Linked DNA regions of Oryctolagus cuniculus: region 1 is linked to region 2. Evidence: chromatin contacts called from public Micro-C data. All regions are on one chromosome and are shown on one strand. Each heading gives the region's core, a stretch centred on a gene start, on an enhancer-like site or on the middle of the called end of the contact. The rest is flanking DNA. Distances are from core to core; before and after follow the strand shown. Region 1 holds the start of SLIT3 (slit guidance ligand 3). Region 2 overlaps SLIT3 (slit guidance ligand 3).

Region 1 (4,553 bases), core at 1,206-3,705, 330 kb after region 2:
GTAGGGAGCCCCAAAGCAGCTTGTTCTAAGGCCCAGCCGGTCAGAACCCTCCCAGGGCTCGGTGTTCACCTATCTTCGCCTGAACTGTTCCCTACAGTCCAGGATGTCCAACAGGGTGGTAGGGGAGTGTGGGCACGGGAGGCAGATGGGCTTGGACTCAGACTCGTGAGGAGTCACCTGACCTGGAATACGTGATGAGGTAGCTCATCTGCAGAATGGAGTGCACGCATTACTATGCAACTAATGGGGCAGTGGTAGAGATTCAACGAGATAACACATACACAAATCATTAAACATTAAACATTAGTGACAGTGATTATTTCACCAGCTCACATGCAGAAGAGGGGAAATTAGTTTCTAAGTTATAGGTAAATGAGTGTTTGGCTGATATAACGTCTCAATTATGGTGTGGAAACCTGGTTGCCGGCTCTTTGATGGACCTCAACTGCCATATTTCCCTGGACACGTCCTGGCCTTCTACACATGAGATGAAGGCTGTATTTCTCTAGGACTGCACAGCCCAACCCAACAGAACCAATGCACTTGGTGCAGGGAGAATGTTTTGAGCCAACAGAAAGCACGAGGAATAAGGAAGACAATCCTATTGCATCTCCACCCAGAGAGACACAACCACTAAATGGAAGGAACAGAAGAGGAGTTGAGGAACTAACTGAACTAACAAACAGGCTCCAGGACTGTTCAGCTCAGCACCACTCTCTTCCAGTCAAGCAGGCAGAATGGGCCATCCCATGCCTACCCCAGGGATCAGGGAGAAGGGGCGAGAGGGGAGCAGACACGGAGCGGGTGGAGCCCACCAGAACAAACCCTCACCCACTTCTCAGCCGGGCTCCCACTCTCTCCATCGGTTCTCCCTCCCTCCTTCCCCATCCTCCACTGTGAACGAAGAGGAGCCCACCCTGGAGTCCCAGTTTTGCATTTGGTCCGAGGATCAAAATGATAAATGTTTCCAAAACGTTGACATATGAAAAGTAAATATTTGGTTGCACAATTGGGGTTAAAACGAGGGTCAATCCGCACCACTCTCCAAGCGCCTGTGCGTTCGCTGCCAAACCCAGGATCCGAGCTGAGTGCGGTTTGTAAGATTATAGCGCTCGGTCTCATTGAAAGGGCTGTCAGCATTTCCATTCTCCGGCCCGTTTGGGGAGGCATTTATAACCTAGCCATAAAAAATTCACCCGGGCTGCAACTTGGCATCTCCCAGGCTGCGCTCCAGGCAGGGCGGGTTCTGCGTGCGCCCACTCGGAATGTGTCCGGGTCCTCAGAAGTTAGACCTTCACGCACTCAACTTTCCCCGCCAGGGCAGCCCCCGACGGCAGCTGCCCGAGCGGGTCTCCGAGAGGGTCCGAGTCCCAGGGCCTCTCTCTCGGTTCTCCGCGCCCTGACGCCCCACCAGCCTTTCGCTTTCCCCTTCGCCCCGGTTTTTAACGAGCGCGGCCCCCGTGCCCTAACCCCGAAACCTGGAGGCTGCAGGGCTCTCTCGTGCCCTCCTGCCCGCCTTCGCCTCAGAAGCTGTCAGCGGGCCCTGCGTGTGGAGCCCTGACCCCTGGAGAGGCACCACTTTTGCCCATCGGGGGATGGGGGGGGCTTCAAGACCTCGCTCTCCAGACCTGCCCAAAGCAGAGACCCCCTACTCAGCCAGGGATCTGATGAGGCAGGAGCTGCGAACAGAGACTGCATCCAGCGTGACCAGCCAGAGGGAAAGGAAGGCTCTGGCGCCTGGGGGCCTCCCTGCGGGACCCAGGTGGGTGGCCCGCGTGGGGCGGGGCGGGGCGGGACGGGGGTACTCACAGGCGCTCGGCGTTGCGGGGGATGCCCCGGGGAACGGCCCGGAGGCCCAGCCCGTGGCAGTCCACGCTGGCGGCAGAGCAGGTACACTTGGTGGGGCAGGCGACGGCGGGGGGCCCGCTCAGGACGCTCGCCAGCGCCAAGGCCAGCGCCAGGCGGGCGCGCACGGCGGCTACGGCCCCTGTCCGCCCGGGGGCCATGGTGTGCGGGGGCCCGCGCCGGGAGAAGGCTGCCGCGGCGGGGCAAGGCGCGTGGAGCCGGAGGAGGCGCGCGGAGAGCGCGGGCGGCCTGGGGAGCGGGCGACGGAGTTGGCGCGGAGGAGGGGCGAGCTCGGCGCTCAGGCGCACGGGGCGCGGGCGGAGCGGGGCGCGCCGGGCGGCGGCGGCGGCAACAGCAGCTCCATCGGCGGGGCTGGCGCTGCCCCGCTGCGCATCGCTCGGAGCGCCCAGGTGCCAAGCGTCCCCTGGTCCCGCCGGCCCACAGCCCGGAGTGCGGGCCGGCTCGGGGGCCTGGGGTGAACGCAGTGGGGCGCGGCGCCCGAGGAGGGCCGGCTTGGGGCTGGGCTCGGGAGCGCGGCGGCGGCTGCGGCGGCGGCGGCTAGGGCACGGGGCGGCCGGGTGAGCTGGCCGGCGCTCGCTCTCTCCATTCACTGAGCAGGGCAGACACCGGAGACGCGGGGCCCAGCCCTCTCCCGCCCCCCCAAAACCGCCAGCTCCGCCTCCCATTGGCTGCGCCGCGCGTCGTGTCGACTAAGTTGGGAACTTTGCTGGAGCGACCGCGAGCCGGAGGGAGGAGGCAGCGGAGGAGGGCGACGGAAAGCCCCGGGGAAGGCAGGGGGCAAGGCCCGCGGGGGCCCCGGGGGGAAACGCTGCAGCTCATTCCCCCTTCCGAGCCACGGACTGAGAAGTCGTGTGGGCACCTTTTTCTTTTCTCAATTCTGGCTCTGAGCTGGGCACGCTGCACATGTCCCTTCCTTCAGCCCCTACGTTGGCTCGCAAGGGGGCGTCTGAGTACCCCCGTTTAATAGAGTTAAAACCCCAAAGCTCAGAGAAGCCAAGCGATTTGCCCGACAACACACAGCTACGAGCTACGAGGGACGCCAGACCTGGGCACGGTCACCCCGACGCTGCCTCCCTAACTTCTTTCACTCTCTTGGCCGAAGATCCAGAGCTGCTTTCTGAAGGACCTGCGTAATTGAAGGGAATGCACCCTACAGCCATGTGGTTGGGTCACCGCAAGCAAACCCAACCCGGCCCCGCTGTCAGGTGTTCTGCAGTGAGGGCAGGGTCTTGGCCCCTGGGTGGACAGCACCGTGTCCAGAGTCCCCGAGTCGCCGCCTCGATCGGTGTCTCTGGGCGGGGCTTGACACCTCGGAGCCTTCATTCCCTCAGGTCACTGGCCACAGCCCCGTCTGGCCCCACCTCCCTAGGCTGTTTGGAGAAAGTGTTTTTCCAAAACAATGCTTCCCCCGCGGCATCCCCTAGGCTCCCATCGCCTTCCATCTCCAGTGCCCGCTCTAAATTGGCCGGGTCTGAGCTTTTCCAGATGCCAGTGGGGCGGGAATAGCAGTGGCTCCGTAAATACCTGGAGGGATGGTTGTGCGTGTGTTTGAAGGGGAAGGGCAGGCACCACAGAAGTTTTGCCCCGGCTTCCACCAGGTCCACTCGTCCATTCACGCTGGGAAAGCCTAAATGAGCCCTGCGTGTAGGCACAGTCACACATGCTCACCTGTGCTCATGCCATTCAATCACACATGCTCACCTGTGCTCATGTCACACACAGTCACACATGCTCACCTGTGCTCATGTCGCACACGTTCATGCCACACATACATAGTCACACACACTTATGTTCATGTCATACATACATGGTCACACTCACCAATGTTTATGTCACACCAGCCCACTCATGTTCATGCCACACATACACAGTCACACATACTCACCCATGTTCATGTCACACGCACACAAGTTTATGTCACATATACTCATGCCTATTGTACACATACATATTCACACAGGTTCATACCTACACACACAGTCACACACTCCCAGTCACATACACTCACCCATGTTCATTTCCACACACTCACACCTACATACCCAGTCACACACATTTTGTTACCTACACACATGGTCACAACCTCATTCCTTTCTCTACACGAGTCACATGAACTCACCCATATCCATGCCCATGCATACACTCAGGACCACACACACTCATACAAGTTCATGCTCACACATACGCTAATACCAGTGACACACTCATAAGCACAATCACATATACACGTGCAAATGCTTGTTCACACACCCACACACTCACACCCCATGACAGCAACTCCACTCCCGTGAACTCTTGCCTGTCCTTGCATCTGAATGCTACTCTGAGTCCTCTGACCGCTCTTTCCTTCCAAGAAACTTTGAACTTGCCACCATTCTGTGCATATAAAGTAGAAGTGCCAATTTTATATCATTACAGTGAGCAGATTTTCAATGTCTTGACTCCAGAAACCCAATTGGACACACACGCGCGTGCGCCCACACACCCTCCAGTCCCTCCATCATTCATAAACACATTAGGTGCAACCGAGTGCTGCTATTCTTATGAACAGCCTTCTGTAGAGATGCTGTTGCTATCGCCCTCTGGTGGCCAGGGAGAGTCCCGGCGCCGGTCCTTGGGGTGACTTCAGCATCTAAGAACTCTAAACAACCTTCTCCTCCTCTTCTCAGAAGCTTTCCTCCAAACCT
Region 2 (4,697 bases), core at 2,142-4,641:
TCTCTCCCTCTCTCTGTCTCTCTGTCTCTGTCTCTCTCTCTCTCTCTCTCTTACGCTCTCCTCCCTCTTCCTTCTTCGCCCTTTCCTTCTAGTCTATCTGGTTTCCCCCAATAAACCTTTCCCTTGAGAAAGACAGACAGACAGACAGACAGACAGAAAGAAAGAAAGAAAGAAAGAAAAGAAAAGAAAAGAAAAGAAAAGAAAAGAAAATATCCTGTTGGGATCTAGAATCATCTCAAGAGGAGAAGGGAGAGGATTCTTTAAGTAAATCAGTTCACAGTGTGGCTATCTCTATCCTCTTGGAAGGGTTGTCACCTCCTGCTTTCTATCCTGGGCCCCAAGACTCAGCTGTGCCAGTCTCCTGCATGAGTGTGACCCCAAACGCAATAGGGGTGGCAGTGGTAGTGCGGAACTCCCCAGGTAAGGTGTCCTGCTCTTCCACATGCTGTCACACCTCTGAGGATGAGGGAGGGGCTGCAGGTCCCCTTTCAAGTAACTATGCTCATTTGTTGAGCTCCTCCTTGGCTCAAGGGGTGGTCTAGCCCATTCTCTCTCTCACCTTGGCCACTCATCACCACAGCATCCTCAGGCTGGGGCTGCAGTGAGGTGGAGAAGCCACTTCAAGTACAAGCAGACACTCCACTGAGCAGAACAGCAGCTGAACACAGTGGGCGACCTCCTGGACAGAGCGCTCCTCGTACCTGGCAGGTGACGTTCAGCAAGACCCTCGGCAGGGACCCAGGTGTGGGTGGCCGAGCAAGTAGAACGGGGACAAGACTTGTCCCGCTTGCGTCGGAAGCCCTGCACTGCACCCACTCAGGCTCTCCAGGGCCTGGAGAAGGGTCAGGTCTGACATCGTCTGGGATACATCAGCTTATGCATCTTTGGGCCAGGCCTCCCCCCTACACACACACACACACATTCACACAGAGACACGCACACAGAAACTCACACACATAGACACACAACTACATAGCCATACAACCACACACACACATACACTGACACAGAAACACAGGTACACTCACATGGAGACAAAGGCGCCCTCAGAAATGTACCCAGGTGCACATGCAGGCACATGCTCTGACAAACAGGCACGCCCTGTACAGACACACACCGAGGGACACAAGTTCCCCTACAGAGAGCACTGGTACACGATGCAGACTAATATGGCAGTTACAGAGAAAACGGAGGTTCAGAAATGAGTTTAAGTATCTCTTTCTAAAATCCTACCCACTTTTCTGTGCAACATTCCACCTCTTGTATTTTGCCCTGCATTCTCTCTCTGGCTTCCCTCTCCTTTTCTCTAGAAATCTGTTCCTCTCCCTACTTCTTTCCCATTTTACTAGGCAAGGCCCTTGATCTCTGCCTAATCCCCTCCTCCCAACAATGTTCTTGCAAGACACCCAGACCTACACGTGGGGGCCCTGCTCAGGGTCTCATTCGTTTCACTCCCACTCTGTCCTCTGCCAGCACAAGAGAGCAGCGCAGAGCTTAACTTCCACCAGTGACTCTAGGCCTTGAAGAACCAAAGCAGCTAGGCTCACTTTCAATTATAAACGGCAATAAACATCTTTCCACAAACCACCATCTTCAGCCTGACCCTGGCCCAGCATCTCCACAGTCACACGTGCATCATGTCCAACATCGGTGGACAGTAGGTGCCAAAGGTTTCTCATTTGTTAGCTCATTCAGTCCTCAGGCACCCTGACAAGCTGGGCTCTCCCACTGTCTGCTTTCACAGGGAGAGAAACCGAGGCCAAAGGCCGTCCTCTGGAGATCTCGTGTTCTCTGCTCTTGTGAGAACCACAGGTCATGAGATTCCATGGTCCCTGCCATGGCTGCAAACCTAAACTTCTTGGGAAATGGGTCACCCAGGGCTCTGAGGTGGGTGGGGAGGAGGTGGGGCCTGCATATGCCTTGCACACCACTGCCAGCCAGACTTCACAAGCTCAGAGAACGTGGCATTCCGTGCTAACTAATCATTTGAAATTCCTGCAATAAATGAAAAAATAAACATGGGGTTGAGGATATAATTCAGCTAACCTCGCTCCCCAATGAGCCTGATTCCAGATAGAAAGCAGATTTTCATATTTACGGGATGTGACAGCCGTAGGAATTAAATGAATCATCTGTCTATCTCTACGGCTTTGTTCCTCCTGTGCCGAATGTATCTGTCCCTGGGGTTGTCTGTCTTCCCATTCCAGGAAGACAGATCAGTGTAGTTTCAATTATTAATTCCATGTTTGGATCACAGTAACACCAGTTCCAGTTCAGTGACCTGCAGTTCCTATTGATTTAAATGATGAATTATCTCCAAGGCAATGTATTATTAACTTTATTTTGTCTCTTATTCCTTCCGCATTCATGCATCAAAATAATAAAGCGCCATTCATAGACTAAAAGGACCCTTTTCCCTTCTCACATTTCCCATAAGGGCAAAGCCAACACACAGCAGGGAGGTAATTACTCAGGGCAGGGGCTGGGGGCTGGGCATTCATTCCACCTGTGAATTCTTTATCTCAGCTGTGAATTGGTGGGGGGGGATGGGGGTGGAATAGGGACCGGAGCTGGTAATAAAGAGGTCCAGGAGGAAAGTTAAAGACGACCTGGGAAATTCTAGATAAATGAAGTACCCTTGACTCAAAAGTTCTCGTTCTAGGGGTCTCTGCCCAGTCTGATAACGACAGGAGGATGGGTGGGAGAAGTGGTGATGGGAGCATGGTCTGAAGGCAAGAAGGCAAGGGCTGTGCCTCTCCTCTGCTCTCTTCCAGACCACTCACTCTGCTTGCTGGTTGGCAAGACTGCACAGCAAGGTGACATTCCTGGGTGCCTGTCAGAAACTTGCTGAGTCCTGGCTGCCCATCATCTTCCCTGGACAACAGCACACCGTGTGACTGCGTTTTGAAGAATGGCCTTTTCCTGGATGCAATCCAGTAGGACCGTTCATCAGAAGCCCTGGCCACGCACATGACCCAGGCAGGCCAATGAGATTCTCCCCCTGTGGCACTGGCATTCTAGGCAAAGAGAATAGAAGAGTGAGCGTGGCCAGCGTCCAGCCCTGTACAGCGGTGCCTGTGCAGGACTGCTGCTCCCAGCACCTTCCGAGGGCAGCTGGTGCCTGCCTTGGCAAGCCTTGCTTCTCAACCTTTTTGATTCTAGATGCTCCACCCCACAGCCTTCCAATGAATTCCTATTTTTCTTGAGTTAACTAGATTTGGGTGTGTTTGCTGCTTCCAATTAGAGAACTCTGGCTAGGCAGCCAAAGGACGTGGCTTTGCTTGCAGTGTCGCTGAGCCCTGGGAGACCAAAAAGGCTCCCAGGGAGGCGCTGTGGGCTTTGTCTACACTTCTCACGCCAATCAAGCAACCATCAGAAGGGGAGACAGCAGGTGAACACATGCCTCTGCTCACACGCTCCCATTTCTACATGCAACCGGAGCCAACCTCGCAGCCTCCAGGATCCCTGTCGGGGCAACTCCCTAAGTCAGACAGGCCGGAGAGACCCGACCCAGTGGGAAGACTTCAGTGCAGGTAGCCTGGGGTCAGGCACCCTGCACCCGAGCCAGACCCAGAGAAGAAGGAAAGACACCAAGGACCTCAGCTTGAAAACCAAGGGGAAGATGGGAAACACGTAATAGTTTCCATGTGTGGACACCTGGGGGATTACCTGGGCCTCCTTCCTAACTCAAGAGGCTCTGCAGCTGCCTCACCTGAGGCTGCACCCACACTGTCACTCAGCTCAGCCAGCCCTCCTGTAAAACAAACGTCAGGGCGGTGCTACTGTGGCTTTCATGAAACACCCTTCTTCTATCTGATTCAGACATAAGAGCCTTTGGCTTTCCTTTCTTTCCTCTGCACCCTGCCTCGGTGTTAAGGGAACCTGCAACAGGTGAGGGTGACTTTACCTGTCAACCAGCCCCTCAGGAGAGGCACACAATGGCCCAGCCATTCTCCATTCTTCTCCTTTCCCGAACCTCACCAAATAAGGAGAGCAGCACCAGAAAAACACTGTGATTAGATTATATGGGAGAGGGTCAAAGATTAAAAATCCGCTGCCTCTCATTATTAGGGGAGAGATGACAGATTCAGACCAGAGCACAAAAGAAAATACATTATTTCAAAACAGGATATGAAAGCCAGTCCCGGGCGATTAGTCTCTGCTAAGTAAATTTACTATCTAATCTTTTAACTGTCTCCCGAAATTGCCGGGCCAAGATTCTCTCCCTCGGTTGGAAGCTGAAGCTTGGGCGGGTCTGCCATCTGCCCCAAGCTCCACGGGCACTTTCCCTGGAGGGGGACTCTGGGCACCAGGGTGGGGGTCTCGGGAGGAGAAGGGTCTGTACGTGAAAGGTACCTGAGAATCAGAGCAGGGTGTGTGCGCCCCGGAGCAGCCCGACCGCAGGAGAGGCAGCGCTGGAGGGTGGGAGAGGTTGTGCTGGCGCTGGTTTCAGAAGGGGCCATCCGTGGGGAGACTGTTGTTCAGCATTGCTTTGGGCTCATCCCCGGGAAGCTGTCCTCCTTTCTGCACATTCAGGCCCAAGGGGCCCACATGCCAGAGAATCCCATGCTCTGGGTTTGTTCTCAAACCAGACCAATCCTCAAGCTGAGATTTTTGAAATGCTTGTAGCCTTGCAGGCCAAATCCCACAGGCAGGCCTGCACTGGGCCCAAACAGCAGGAGATGTGCACTCGGAGG

The links. A called contact is a pair of places that touch in the nucleus more often than the background predicts.
Region 1: a Micro-C map of ear pinna shows a contact between it and region 2, with 3 times the contacts expected there. The contact joins the promoter of SLIT3 here to the enhancer-like site in region 2. A contact is called at or near these places in 4 of 6 Hi-C or Micro-C datasets (ear pinna, embryonic fibroblasts, skin fibroblasts and 1 more).

The regions. Positions count from the first base shown.
Region 1 is chr6:56,208,518-56,213,070 of mOryCun1.1, forward strand. It overlaps SLIT3 (slit guidance ligand 3), which reads right to left and starts at 2,456. Exons shown (of 36, transcript XM_002710368.5): 1 at 1,810-2,456. The coding sequence starts at 2,006. LOC103347958 (a long non-coding RNA gene) reads left to right here and starts at 1,114. Exons shown (of 5, transcript XR_007919028.2): 1 at 1,114-1,762.
Region 2 is chr6:55,872,705-55,877,401 of mOryCun1.1, forward strand. The region is part of intron 4 of SLIT3 (slit guidance ligand 3); the gene reads right to left. LOC138850211 (a long non-coding RNA gene) reads right to left here. Exons shown (of 2, transcript XR_011389889.1): 1 at 316-4,697. Among named protein-coding and RNA genes, the nearest start is that of MIR218-2, 220 kb to the left of the region's middle. Within about 2 kb of position 3,392, at least 1 of the 8 cell types and tissues checked has an H3K27ac peak or open chromatin away from gene starts, as enhancers often do. A contact at or near this core is called in ear pinna, where this site is marked.